3 separate regions of the Mus musculus genome follow, and all the other regions are linked to region 1. A link is a contact called in public Hi-C and promoter capture Hi-C data. All regions are on one chromosome and are shown on one strand. Each heading gives the region's core, a stretch centred on a gene start, on an enhancer-like site or on the middle of the called end of the contact. The rest is flanking DNA. Distances are from core to core; before and after follow the strand shown. Region 1 holds the start of Sfswap (splicing factor SWAP). Region 2 holds the start of Rabgef1 (RAB guanine nucleotide exchange factor (GEF) 1). Region 3 holds the start of Kctd7 (potassium channel tetramerisation domain containing 7).

Region 1 (3,596 bases), core at 736-3,235:
ACTCATGCAACAAGCTACAAGAAAGCAAATTTATTTTCCACAAATAAAGCCCACAGGACAACACAAGCCTAGATCGCATTGTGAGCCAGTCAGCCAGAGAGCAAGCCAGGCAGTAGTGGCGCACGCCTTTGATCCTAGCACTTGGGAGGCAGAGGCAGGCGGATTTCTGAGTTCGAGGCCAGCCTGGTCTACAGAATAAACTCAAGGACAGCCAGGGCTACACAGAGAAACCCTGTCTCGAAAAAAATTTAAAAAAAGGACCAGAGAGCAAGCCGCCTGGGGCAAGAAGTAACAGTGTATGCACCAGCTATATCACAGATGTATGTGGTCCCAAAAGGCAGCCTGCAGGTCTTTACCTAGGGGATCATAAGTCACTGACTTATAGTGTAAAAGGGCATTGGGTTCTTAGGGAAGACTTAGATGAAATTCAAATAGCCTGTATGGGGGTCAGAGAACAACACTGGATGTCATTTCTCAAGTGCCATCTCAAGTACATCTAGTGTAATATAGGGCCTTTCACTGGCCTAGAACTCACCAAGTAAAGCAGGTTAGATGGCCATGGAACCCAACACCTCAACCTGTCTCTACTTCTAGAGCACAAGGATTATAAGCAATCGCCATCACACCCAGTACTTTTTGCATGGGTTCTGGCAATCAAACTCAGGTGCTCATGTGCGTAAGGCAAGCACTTATCAACTGAGACATCTCTGCTGGTGTGTGTGTGTGTGCGCTGAGTTACTTTACATTAAAAAAAAATCATTAAATGAATTTTGGCTTGAGGTTAAGACAAAAATTCCAACCGTTTCTTTTTTTTTTTTCCCAACTGTTTCAAAAGTAGACACAAACATTTCTGCAAAGCAACCTTCTCCACATCATAACTATTTTACTTAGTATTCGTTCTGGTGTACTATGTACATGTCTGTATGTGTGTGTGCACGTGTGTACACAAATGCATATGGAGGCCAGAGGTCAACATCAGTTGTTTTTCTAAATCACTATCCACTTTTTAAAAACCTAAGTTATTTGGGGAGGGAGGGGGGTGTCCGTGGCTGAGAAGTTCTTCTCTCCTTCCATCCAGTCGGACTTGATCTAACTCGAGTCGCCTACACATATACACACAAAATAAGTAAAAATTAAAAAAAAAATTAAAGTTAAATGTCACCCCGGGGCACTAAGCAAGACCCTATCTTGAAACTAAAACAAAAAGGGCTGCAGATATAACTCAATGATAGTGTTTTACCTAGCAATGATATAACTCAATGATAGTGTTTTACCTAGCAATGGTGAGGCCCTGGGTCCATGTTCAGAACTGAAAGGGGGAAAAAGAAAATCAAGCATCTGGGTCAGACACCAGAAAAAACTGCAGCCCTGCAGACCTCACGTCGATAATACTAGCATCTTAACTGAGCTAGGACAGTCAGAGTTCGAGTCTAATTTGGATCACAGTGACATCCTGTATTTTAAAAAGGGAAAGGGAAAGAATCTGCTCCCCAGAAGGAAACAACCCGTAGCGCTGTCTCCTAGCTGGAGTCTTTCTCCGCCACTGAAGCCCGTAGCCACTGAAAGCCCGCCACTCCGAATATTTAGGGCTCACAAGTCCTGGAAACGCCCTCAGTCAGGCGGCCAGGGCTAGGCTTCCTAGTGATCTAAAAATCGGGCTGTTAGAAAGGAGCAAACTGTCTCACTAGGACGGCAAAGACGCGTTCCCAACAAGATCCCCACTTGTCTCCACACCTGGCGGCCGCCCTCCAACGACAGTAGAAGTTGGCGCGCGGCCACCAACCGCGCTTTCGTCACATCCTAGGAGGCCTCCAAAAAATGGCAGAAATAAATTTCTTTCCATAAACACAACTTACCATCGCAAGATCAAGTTGGACAACGAAAACTAACATCTACTTAATTTTTTAGCGGCTCAAACAGCTTGCGGACGTGGCGAATCTACCACTCTCACCTCCGGAAAGAGCGGGTTTCCTACCGGAAGTTGCGTCTCCTCCATTTTGTGGCTCGCTATGGCGGCTGTGTTGAAGTTGCGAAGAGGATGCGGCGCCTGTGACTGAGTGGGTAGGCCAGGCGAGGCATCGGGGACGTTGTTCGGCCCAGCAGCAGACCGTCCCGGACGTCGGGGACGCTGTCATGTACGGTGCCGGCGGGGGCCGTGCCAAGCCGGAGAGGAAAGGCGGAGTGAAGGAGGAGGCCGGGCCGGGCGGCACCGGCACTGGGGGCAACCGGGTGGAGCTTCTGGTTTTCGGCTATGCCTGCAAGTTGTTCCGCGACGACGAGCGGGCTTTGGCCCAGGAACAGGGACAGCACCTCATCCCCTGGATGGGGGACCCCAAGATCCTCATCGACAGGTCGGTTCCTCCCCCCACCCGTCGACCCTCCCCTCCCTCGCCCGCTTGATTTCGCCTGATGTTGACTTGATGGCCGGGACCGAAAAAGGGGGTTTTGCGGAGCCCGGGGACTCGGGGGGCCTCCCTGCCCCCCACGTTCCCCGGCGTCCGGGGGGAGGGGACGGTGAAACCGGCCCTAAGGCTCCGGCCAGAGCTGGCGCCTCCCCGTCGCCGGAGGGATCGACTCTGCTCCCACAACCCCTCGAGCCCGGGCTGCCGCTGGCGACTCAGCGCGGGTGGAAGCTGTCCGGGGCCCGCCCGCCCGCGCCGTGGGGCGGGTGCCGCTGTCCCTCCGCTGGCTGTGCGGGGAGGGAGTCCGGGAGTGCGCTTTTGTTCCTCCGAAGCGCCGCACGCCGAGGCCCGTGGGTAGAAGCTTCTTTTGGACCCCCCAACCCCGTGAGGTAGCCTGAACCGTCTCTGGCCGGCTTGACTTTTGGCGTCCGGGCGAGCCCTTCCCCGCGGTTATTGCGACCATTTGCCCAACCGCGGTAGTGGGTGAAGTTGCTGTCTTGTTGGAAGCCGGTCGACCCGTGCGGACCTTGCTCTTAGGGGGTAGCGTTCTTAGAGCTGGTTTCACTGTTTTCTAAAGCCGAAGGGTGGAGCTGGGTTTATACCTTTGTGTTGGTTCTTTTCAAATCACACCCACTGAAGGGTGCCTGGAGTTGAGGGTAAAGGGGTGGGAACGTGAATTTCTGATGGTGTTTGATTTGAAAAGGATGGCATTACATGATTGGGTGTTTTGCTCCCCACCTCTCTCCTCATTTTTTCCATCTCTCTTTCTTTCTCCACCATCCCGGGTTTGGGTATTTGTCCTTCCGTTGGGCGATATTGCTTCTGGGCCCAGGACTAACTGTGAGCAACCATTAAGCTGTGGCGTGGTTTTCTCCAAGTGAAGTAAACCCATCGTTTGAGACAAGTAAAACTGGATGCTGCAAAGACTTGGAACTTGCATGACTGTAGGGATTACCTGTGAGCTGGCCAGAACGGACACGGTTAATGACCAGTAGGCCTTTCCGATCCCTTACGTCTCCATTTGGGGAGAGATCTAGGAAGAAAGGACTTGTGAAGGGAGTGTTGCCTATCAGATCGGCTCTGGATCTGATGGTCCACTCTGCTGGAAGGTGCTATGCCTTTGAACCTCGCTCGGTTGATAGCCAGTGATGCTGCTTCCCAGGCACTCGTGGGGATGTGTACTGTCAAAAGTTG
Region 2 (3,596 bases), core at 601-3,100, 670 kb after region 1:
CACATATTTCTGTGAAAATATGTATCTATGTTTTAAATGAATGCTAAGAGTTCAAGCAGCGAGGCCAAGAACACCAGGGATGAGAAACAAAGATGTCTGCAATCCGGTTTGAGATAACCTGATGAAGCAAGCTCCCGGGCAGTTGGCACCAACCTGACTGTCCAGCTATCTTTCACTGATGCCAAAAGCTTTCCCCCCTTCAGTAGTAAATGTACAGGAGAGGCTTCCTCATGTTTCCTTACATTATGATTATTGTGTGTGGATGCCATGATACTTACATGGAGGTGAGTGGGCATCTTTGTTAGTTGGGTCTCTCCTTCTACTTTTTGTTGAAACCATTTATTTATTTTACGTACATTGGTATTTTGACTGCATGTGTGTCTGTGTGAGGGTATTGGATCCTCTGCAACTGGAGTTGCAGACAGTTGTGAGCTGCCATGTGGGTGCTGGGAATCGAACCCAGCTCCTCTGAAAGAGCAACCACCGTTCTTAACCACTGAGTCATCTCTCCATCCCCTCCTTCTTTTTTTTGTCAGGTCAGTTCCAGGATTTGGATTTAGGTTGTCAAGCCTGAATGGGAAACCTTTTACACACTGAAACATCTCTCTGGCCCTCTTTACTTGTAATCCTCTTTCATAAAACTCGCTTTCACCTCATTTGTCTGTGTCTTTCTTTAATCTTCATAGACCTTAAACATCCAACTTGGAGCCACTTCCCTAGGCCAACCTGACCCTGTCTGGCACCCTACAGCCTTGTGCCAAGCACAGCTGGGTCATGAAAGATCCTTTTATTCTCACAACTCCTGCATCATCATGTGCTCTCATTATAAAGCTATACCCCACAACCTTCCTTATATTTGCCCAGGCCAAGAACACTAGAGATGGGAACTCCTGAACTTCCTGTCTCCACCTAGCCAGGCTGGGATCACAGCCTAGTTGCTATTGGACCAATTTCCTTAAGATTCTCCTAAATTGAATCAGTTTCAAGTCCTGCTCTTAAAAAGAGCAAGCCAGGAGTGTTCATTTCTGTGGGCCATCTGCCCAGGTGACCAGGTTCTTTCTATGGACGAGTGCCCAGGAGTGAAAAACAAAATAGCAGAGTCAGAAAAGGTGAAAACAGGCATTTATTGAGACAGGGGTTAAAAAAAAAATTCTGCTGGGAACAGTGTTTTGTTTTTGTTTTTTGTTTTTTCCAGAGCTGAGAGCCAGTCTCACGGACTCTGGGTTGCTCATTTGTAGGGTTCATTCTGAATTCTCTCCTCCCCTATCCTATAACTTCATCTCCTCCACCCCGACGGTTCTTGGCCCAGGGAGATAACAAAAGCTAGTGAGGTGGCATGTCAACTGTCCAGTGGGAGCGTTATCTATCTTTACAGACAGGCAGTCATGTGCTAAACTTTTCCCTCTCGATCTTTTTCCTGACTATCTATTCCCTGCTAACTGCTCACTAGGGGAAAGGTGTGTTTGTATTTCCTTCTGGCGGCCGCATTCGCTAAGCGCTGGGAGATGTCTCCTGGTCCCAGACTTTGATGTCCCGTTTCGTGTATGGCTGTCCTCGGGGCTCCTTGTCGCCCTCAGGCTAATGCAAGCAGAAGCTGGTAGACGGAATGAGGAATGACAGGGGAAACCGCGGCTTCTCGCGAGTCACAGACACGTCAGCGAGGGCCTCACGGTCACTCGGTGTCCCCTGCCCTCAGGGACTGCCCCTTCGGGTGGACAGCCTCCGGAGCGTTGCAATCTTTTCCGGCCAGCCGCCAGCCAGTCCCCGGAAGTCCGAAGCGTCACGGAAATGACGCCACGCGTACGCACCGCGCGCGTGCTCGCGGTGCCGGGGGCGGGGCGTGCGGGGGCAGGGGCGGGGCAGGGAGCCGAGTGACTGAAGGGGCGCTGGGAGCGGCGGTCGGACGCCGGCGGAGCCGCGGAGCAGGTTCGGAGGGACGGGGGCTCCGGAGGCGCGTTCCCACACGGAGCGGGGCGGCGGCGGCGGTGTCCGGCCGCGCGCTGACCGGGGCCGCTCCGTTCCGCCTCTCAGCCGGGAGGGCGGGCGGGCGCATAGGGCCAGGCCGCCGGAGCTCTGCTGCTGCTCTCGGCCTCTCCAGCTCGGCCGAGTTCTTCCCAGCTCGGCGGGACTCGGGCTCCCGGGAGGACACGCTCCCCGGTCGTCGGCTGCCGCTCCGATCCTGTCCGAGTCCGGAGTTGTGGTTGCAGCCGGGCGGGTCCCATCCGGAGCCCGCGTGGGTCCCGGGGCTGGTGCGGCTGCTGTGGCGCGGGGTTTTGAATACTCGTCCCAGGTGCTAGAGGCCAAGGTTATGGGTGTCTCTGAATGAGAAGTCCTGAAGCTGAGGCAGGAGGATTGCCGCGAGTTTTGAGGTCAGCCCTCTGCCACTGAGGAAGACCCTTTTATGGAAAATAATAATAAAGGCAGTCCCTGATTCCGAGCTGTCTGGAAGGGAGAGCCAAGGGGATGTCCTTCCATCCCTTCGCGGAAGTTGGCTCCATAGAGGGAAGCGCCTTGGAGACTAGGTCATTGGCAGCTGGCTGTGTCTCAGAGCTGATGACCAACCTCTGTGGTTGGGAAATGTGTTGCTGGATGTGGTAGGCTCGGTCTGTCTGTGGAGTTTAGATGTGACACTGGCATAAGTTTTACAGCGTCACCTAGTTTTGTGGTAAGAGCCCCTATGGTCCCCCCACCCCCTGCCACCTCCTGGAAGTTAACTGTTGGGTCTTTTAACCTACAAACCTAGAATTACTTTTCAAAGGAAGACCCAATTAGTCACCCACTTCTGACATCCCAGTATTTGGAAATTGAGTCAGGAACAACAGTCTTGGGAGTTTTGACGTCAACGGGGCTATGTAGTGAGTTTGAGGCCAGCCTATACTACAGAGTAATATTCGATCCTCCCGCCCACCAGAGTCGCAGTTAAAAGAAAGAAGAGGCTAAAATAAAATGGTCTTGTCAAGCTTGTTACTGGGCGGTGGTGGCGGTGGCTCACACCTTTAATACCAGAATGCTGGAGGCAGAGACAGATCTCTATGAGTTTGAACAGGCCTGGTCTACAGAGTGAGTTCCAGGACAGTCCAGGCTACATAGACTGTTTTGGGGGGAGAAGAAGCTTGCTTGTTACTTGGTGATGACTGACTTTAAGGTTTACACATGTTAGATAGGGGCTGTTTAACTGAGCTACAGTCCCAGTTTCTATTCAGCCTCTGAGAGTTACTGTTTGGGGGGATTATTTATTTATTTTGATTTGTGTGTTTATTTTGGGGGACAGGGTCTCGCAATACAGCTTTGGCTGTGTAGATCAGGCGATCAGGCAAGACTCTGAACTTGGAGCATTCCGCCTGCCTAGGCCTCTCAAGTGGTGAGATTGCGGGTGTGGACCACTGCCTTGCCTGTCTTTTCTTTTGGTATGTGTGTTCACAGTGTGTGCATGTGGAGGCCAGAGGTTAGCAAATGTTAGCTATTTTCCTTGGTGTCATACTAGCCTTGACTTTCATTGAGACAGGCTCTTAGTGAACCTGGAGCTGGATTCACCTAGACTACTACTAGCTAGCCCACAAGCTACAGGGAACATTTTTTTGGTGTGGGGACTGGGG
Region 3 (3,596 bases), core at 315-2,814, 640 kb after region 1:
CGGCAGTCAGCCAAGCTTTATTGAAGTCACATACAGCAAAACACAGATTCCCTGCCAGGGGAGAAGATATTCAGAAATCCAGTTCAAAAGGAGGGCTTGAGCCTTTTGGTGGTGTACTCTCCATCCACTTATTTTTGAATGGCTAATTTAAACAAATAGGAGGCATCTGATAAAGCCACAGCTTTGCGCGTACGCATGTGTGGGCAGGTCAGATGGAGAAGAGGAGCCCTGTTTGGGAGTGGGGTTTTCTCTTTTCTCATCTGTGGTTATTTAATTTTTTTCATTTTTAGCGTTTGTTTTTAGCAGTCTCATGTAACCCAATTTGGACTCACAATGTTATGAAGCTGAAGCTGGCCTTGACTTCCAAGTACTGATATTGCAGCGTGAGTCACCATACTCAGTTCCGTTATTATTTATTATTATTATTTATTATACTAGAGACAAGAGTTGAATTCTCAGAAATCCTTCTAACCTCTCAAGTCGCTGCAATTAAAGGTATTTGCAACCAAGGTTTTCCTTCCTGTGTGAGTCCACGGAAAAAGCGCTAGCACAGCAGCCATGTCCTTGCCAGCCATTGGTGTTGCAGTGCTCAATTTCTATTACACAGCAGGTGCCCTCAGCCCTCCACAACACATCCTCAAGGACAGCCTGCTTAGGCCTTTTTTCACTGGCCCGCTGCTATGGAGACAAACCAGCCAGTCCTGGGCCCTTTCCCAGGACACATGGACCGGGATGATAAAGTGGAGTGGCCTGGAGCTTCGCGCCTGCTAGTCAGAAAGCCAATGAAAGCAGGACCACGGTGCTGCCCCTATGAGCGGGCTTCCTGCCAATCAGGGGCGGAGGCCAGCGAGGACACAGCCAATAGCAGGAGCAATTGGGTGGTCTGTCCTTTCGGGAACCGCGCCGGGGGACCAGCGCTGTCGTTGAACGTCGGAAGTGCAGAACGCGTGCCCTTTAGGTGGCCTATAAGAATGGGACTGATCGGCAAGCCGTTGTCAGTTGTCACTCTAGTTTGAGACCTCGATGGTTGGATCAGACCTTTAACCGTCATAGCGGAGCTAATCGGACACTGCCAGTAGTAGGAGGCGACCGGGTGAGGCCAGAGATGCTACCTGCGCTGTGGTTGCTATGCGCAGAGAGCCGCTTCCCTAGATAAGTGGCCTGGACCAAGGGAGGTAGCGCTCCCGTTAGTTAGATAGCCAATCAGAATGGAACAAACCCAACCAGACGTGTTTACCCTATAATTGGACAATGCTCTTGCCAATCATAGCAGGAGTTCATGAAACCTCGGCCAATAGCAAGAAGCGCCTGGTTCCGATTTGCAGCGCAGGGTCCACGCGGTGGTTGCTGATCGAGGTCGTCAGTGGGCGATCACCTCCCCTCGGCCAAACCCTGGAGCAGACAGGCGTCGCTCGCGCTTGTCAGCCAAGAGCCAATCAGAATTGGGTAGGCCTGTAGCCACTACGGCTTAAGGCCGAATTGTTTGTTCTGTGATTGGGCGAACCTCCTGACAATCAGGGCGGAGCCAGCGAAGATTCGGCCAATGGCTGGAGGCAGCCAGGTCAGACCAGCGACTAACTGTAGGCGCGTTGGTCGTTAGACTGTTGGAGGGCAGCACAGGACATCCTAACTGCTTGCAGGTCCTCGGCGTCTAGCGCCCGCCGGCGGCCCATCTCGTCATGTCAGGCACTGCTTGGCTTTAGTTCTTCAGGCCTCCGCCCACCCGCCTACCCGAAGCCGCGCCCACCGCCCAGAGCCAGAGGGATGGTGGTAGTCACCGGGCGGGAGCCAGACAGCCGTCACTCGGACGGTGCCATGTCCAGCTCCGAAGCCGAAGACGACTTCCTGGAGCCGGCCACTCCTACGGCCACGCAAGCGGGGCACGGGCTGCCCCTGCTGCCCCAGGAGGTACCTGGATCGAGCGATGGGGGAAGGGAGGGCTGATGGGAAGCGAGGGAGAGACTGGTGCTTGCAGAGCTGACCTTGGGCGGAGAGCCTCCCAAGGAGCTATCCACCCCTGATGCCACTCCTACACTAGGTGTATCCTCCCTGCCCCGAGTCACCTGCACTCCAAGTCCCTTCTTCCCGTACTACCAGATGTCAGTTCCATTCCTGTATTTCATGTCACCTTTATCAACTAGACGAGGACTCAACACATAGCATGTTCCATACAATCCAAAGGAGGACCTGGGTTATCCAGGTGTATCCTCCAGCTGCCGGGGGAGTGGCATTAGAAACTACCTGCAGTTAACCTATCTGGTGCCTTGGTATGATTTAAGAAAAGGACACACCTGAGTGGACCAATTCTCATCCAGGTGCCGTTATGCAGTGAACAATCTCCATTACCACATGGGGTAATTTTATTTGCTAGATGGACAAGAGTGAACGGTAGAGGATTTGGGGTCAAGAAAGCAGCGAGAGCAAGGACATGCAGGAGATAAATTCGGGAAATAGGAGGGCAATGGTGAGTTGAACTCAGAGCAGAGATGATGGAGGGATTAGGGGCTTCATTTATCAGTTGCTGTATTGTGCTATGGAGTGGCTTCGTTAGTAGCCCTTCCTGTGTGTGACACTTTGCACCTGAACTGACCCTGGAGATGGATAGGAAGATGAATACAGATGTAGAGATGGATAGGAAGATGGATACAGATGTGGAGACTCGACAATCTGAGGGGGCTGGCTTGAGTGAGGCTCTCCGGCAGCTGACAGTATTGTGGTAGGGTTAGAATCCCCGAATTGCCAGCATCGTGGGAAACTTGTGAACATAAGCAAAATTCTAGACATAACTCTGCAGTCAGGGAAAAGGGCCAACACGGCGGTGACACTTTTTTTTGTGCACTGTCATTGGGCAGAAGTTGTGGTTTGAGTGACAGGACACACAATCCCACAGACTGTAGGCCAGCTGTCCAGTCCCGGCCTCCTGTGAGTCACATCCCTCCCTGTGAGTTCTAGGACTCTTTTCCCTGACTTTTTTTGTTTCGCATATGGAGCAAAGAAGTACATTAGTGGGTGCTGCCTTTTAGAAAGAACTCCAGAAGTGCAAAGCATTACACCTAAGTGACATCTGAGTCTTAGCGTATACCTAAAGTGGGCTTAGCATTTCTGCAGAAATGTGAAAGGCATTTTGCACCGTGAGAGTAAGAGTTGAATTTTTGGGCTTGGTGGTACACACCTCCAATTCCAAAGGCAGAGGCAGCAGATAAATGTGAGTTCCAGGCCAGCTTGGTCTATGTAGTGAGTTCCAGGAGAGCCCGAGCTACACAGAGAAACTCTGTCTCAAAATAATAATAATAATAATAATAATAATAATAATAATAATAATAATAATAGAGTTGAGCTCATACTTAGAATTGTAAATTTTGTGCATTTAATTCACTGATATTTTGTGAATTTTAGTCTCTACTGTAAGGCAAGTCTCAGGTACGTTTTATCTCATCTATTTTTGTCTTTTTTTTTTTTAATGAGGCAGGGTCTCTCTAGGTTGCCCACGTTGGCCTGGAGCTCACTCTATACTATGGAGTTCACTAGTCTAGAACTCAGAGAGTCTCCTGATTCTGCCTCTCAATGGCTGGGATCAAAGGAGTGCACCACCATGC

What was found. Hi-C and Micro-C count contacts between places; a contact is called where the count stands out from the background. Capture Hi-C pulls out chosen DNA fragments and counts their contacts.
Region 2: a promoter capture Hi-C map of adipose tissue shows a contact between it and region 1. The contact joins the promoter of Rabgef1 here to the promoter of Sfswap in region 1. A contact is called at or near these places in 1 of 39 promoter capture datasets (pre-B cells), 3 of 484 Hi-C or Micro-C datasets (CD4 T cells, LSK cells and pre-B cells), 3 of 115 datasets of contacts at active chromatin or transcription factors (extraembryonic endoderm stem cells, memory CD8 T cells and thymic regulatory T cells) and 1 of 9 other capture datasets (adipose tissue).
Region 3: a Hi-C map of natural killer cells shows a contact between it and region 1, with 12 times the contacts expected there. The contact joins the promoter of Kctd7 here to the promoter of Sfswap in region 1. A contact is called at or near these places in 2 of 39 promoter capture datasets (liver and pre-B cells) and 2 of 484 Hi-C or Micro-C datasets (CD4 T cells and natural killer cells).

The regions. Positions count from the first base shown.
Region 1 is chr5:129,499,246-129,502,841 of GRCm38.p6, forward strand. It overlaps Sfswap (splicing factor SWAP), which reads left to right and starts at 1,986. Exons shown (of 18, transcript NM_172276.3): 1 at 1,986-2,351. The coding sequence starts at 2,134. Gm40332 (a long non-coding RNA gene) reads right to left here and starts at 1,981. Exons shown (of 3, transcript XR_868547.2): 1 at 1,857-1,981; 2 at 1,275-1,309; 3 at 1,005-1,103.
Region 2 is chr5:130,169,969-130,173,564 of GRCm38.p6, forward strand. Rabgef1 (RAB guanine nucleotide exchange factor (GEF) 1) reads left to right here and starts at 1,851. Exons shown (of 9, transcript NM_001199059.1): 1 at 1,851-1,926.
Region 3 is chr5:130,143,319-130,146,914 of GRCm38.p6, forward strand. Kctd7 (potassium channel tetramerisation domain containing 7) reads left to right here and starts at 1,565. Exons shown (of 4, transcript NM_172509.4): 1 at 1,565-1,908. The coding sequence starts at 1,765.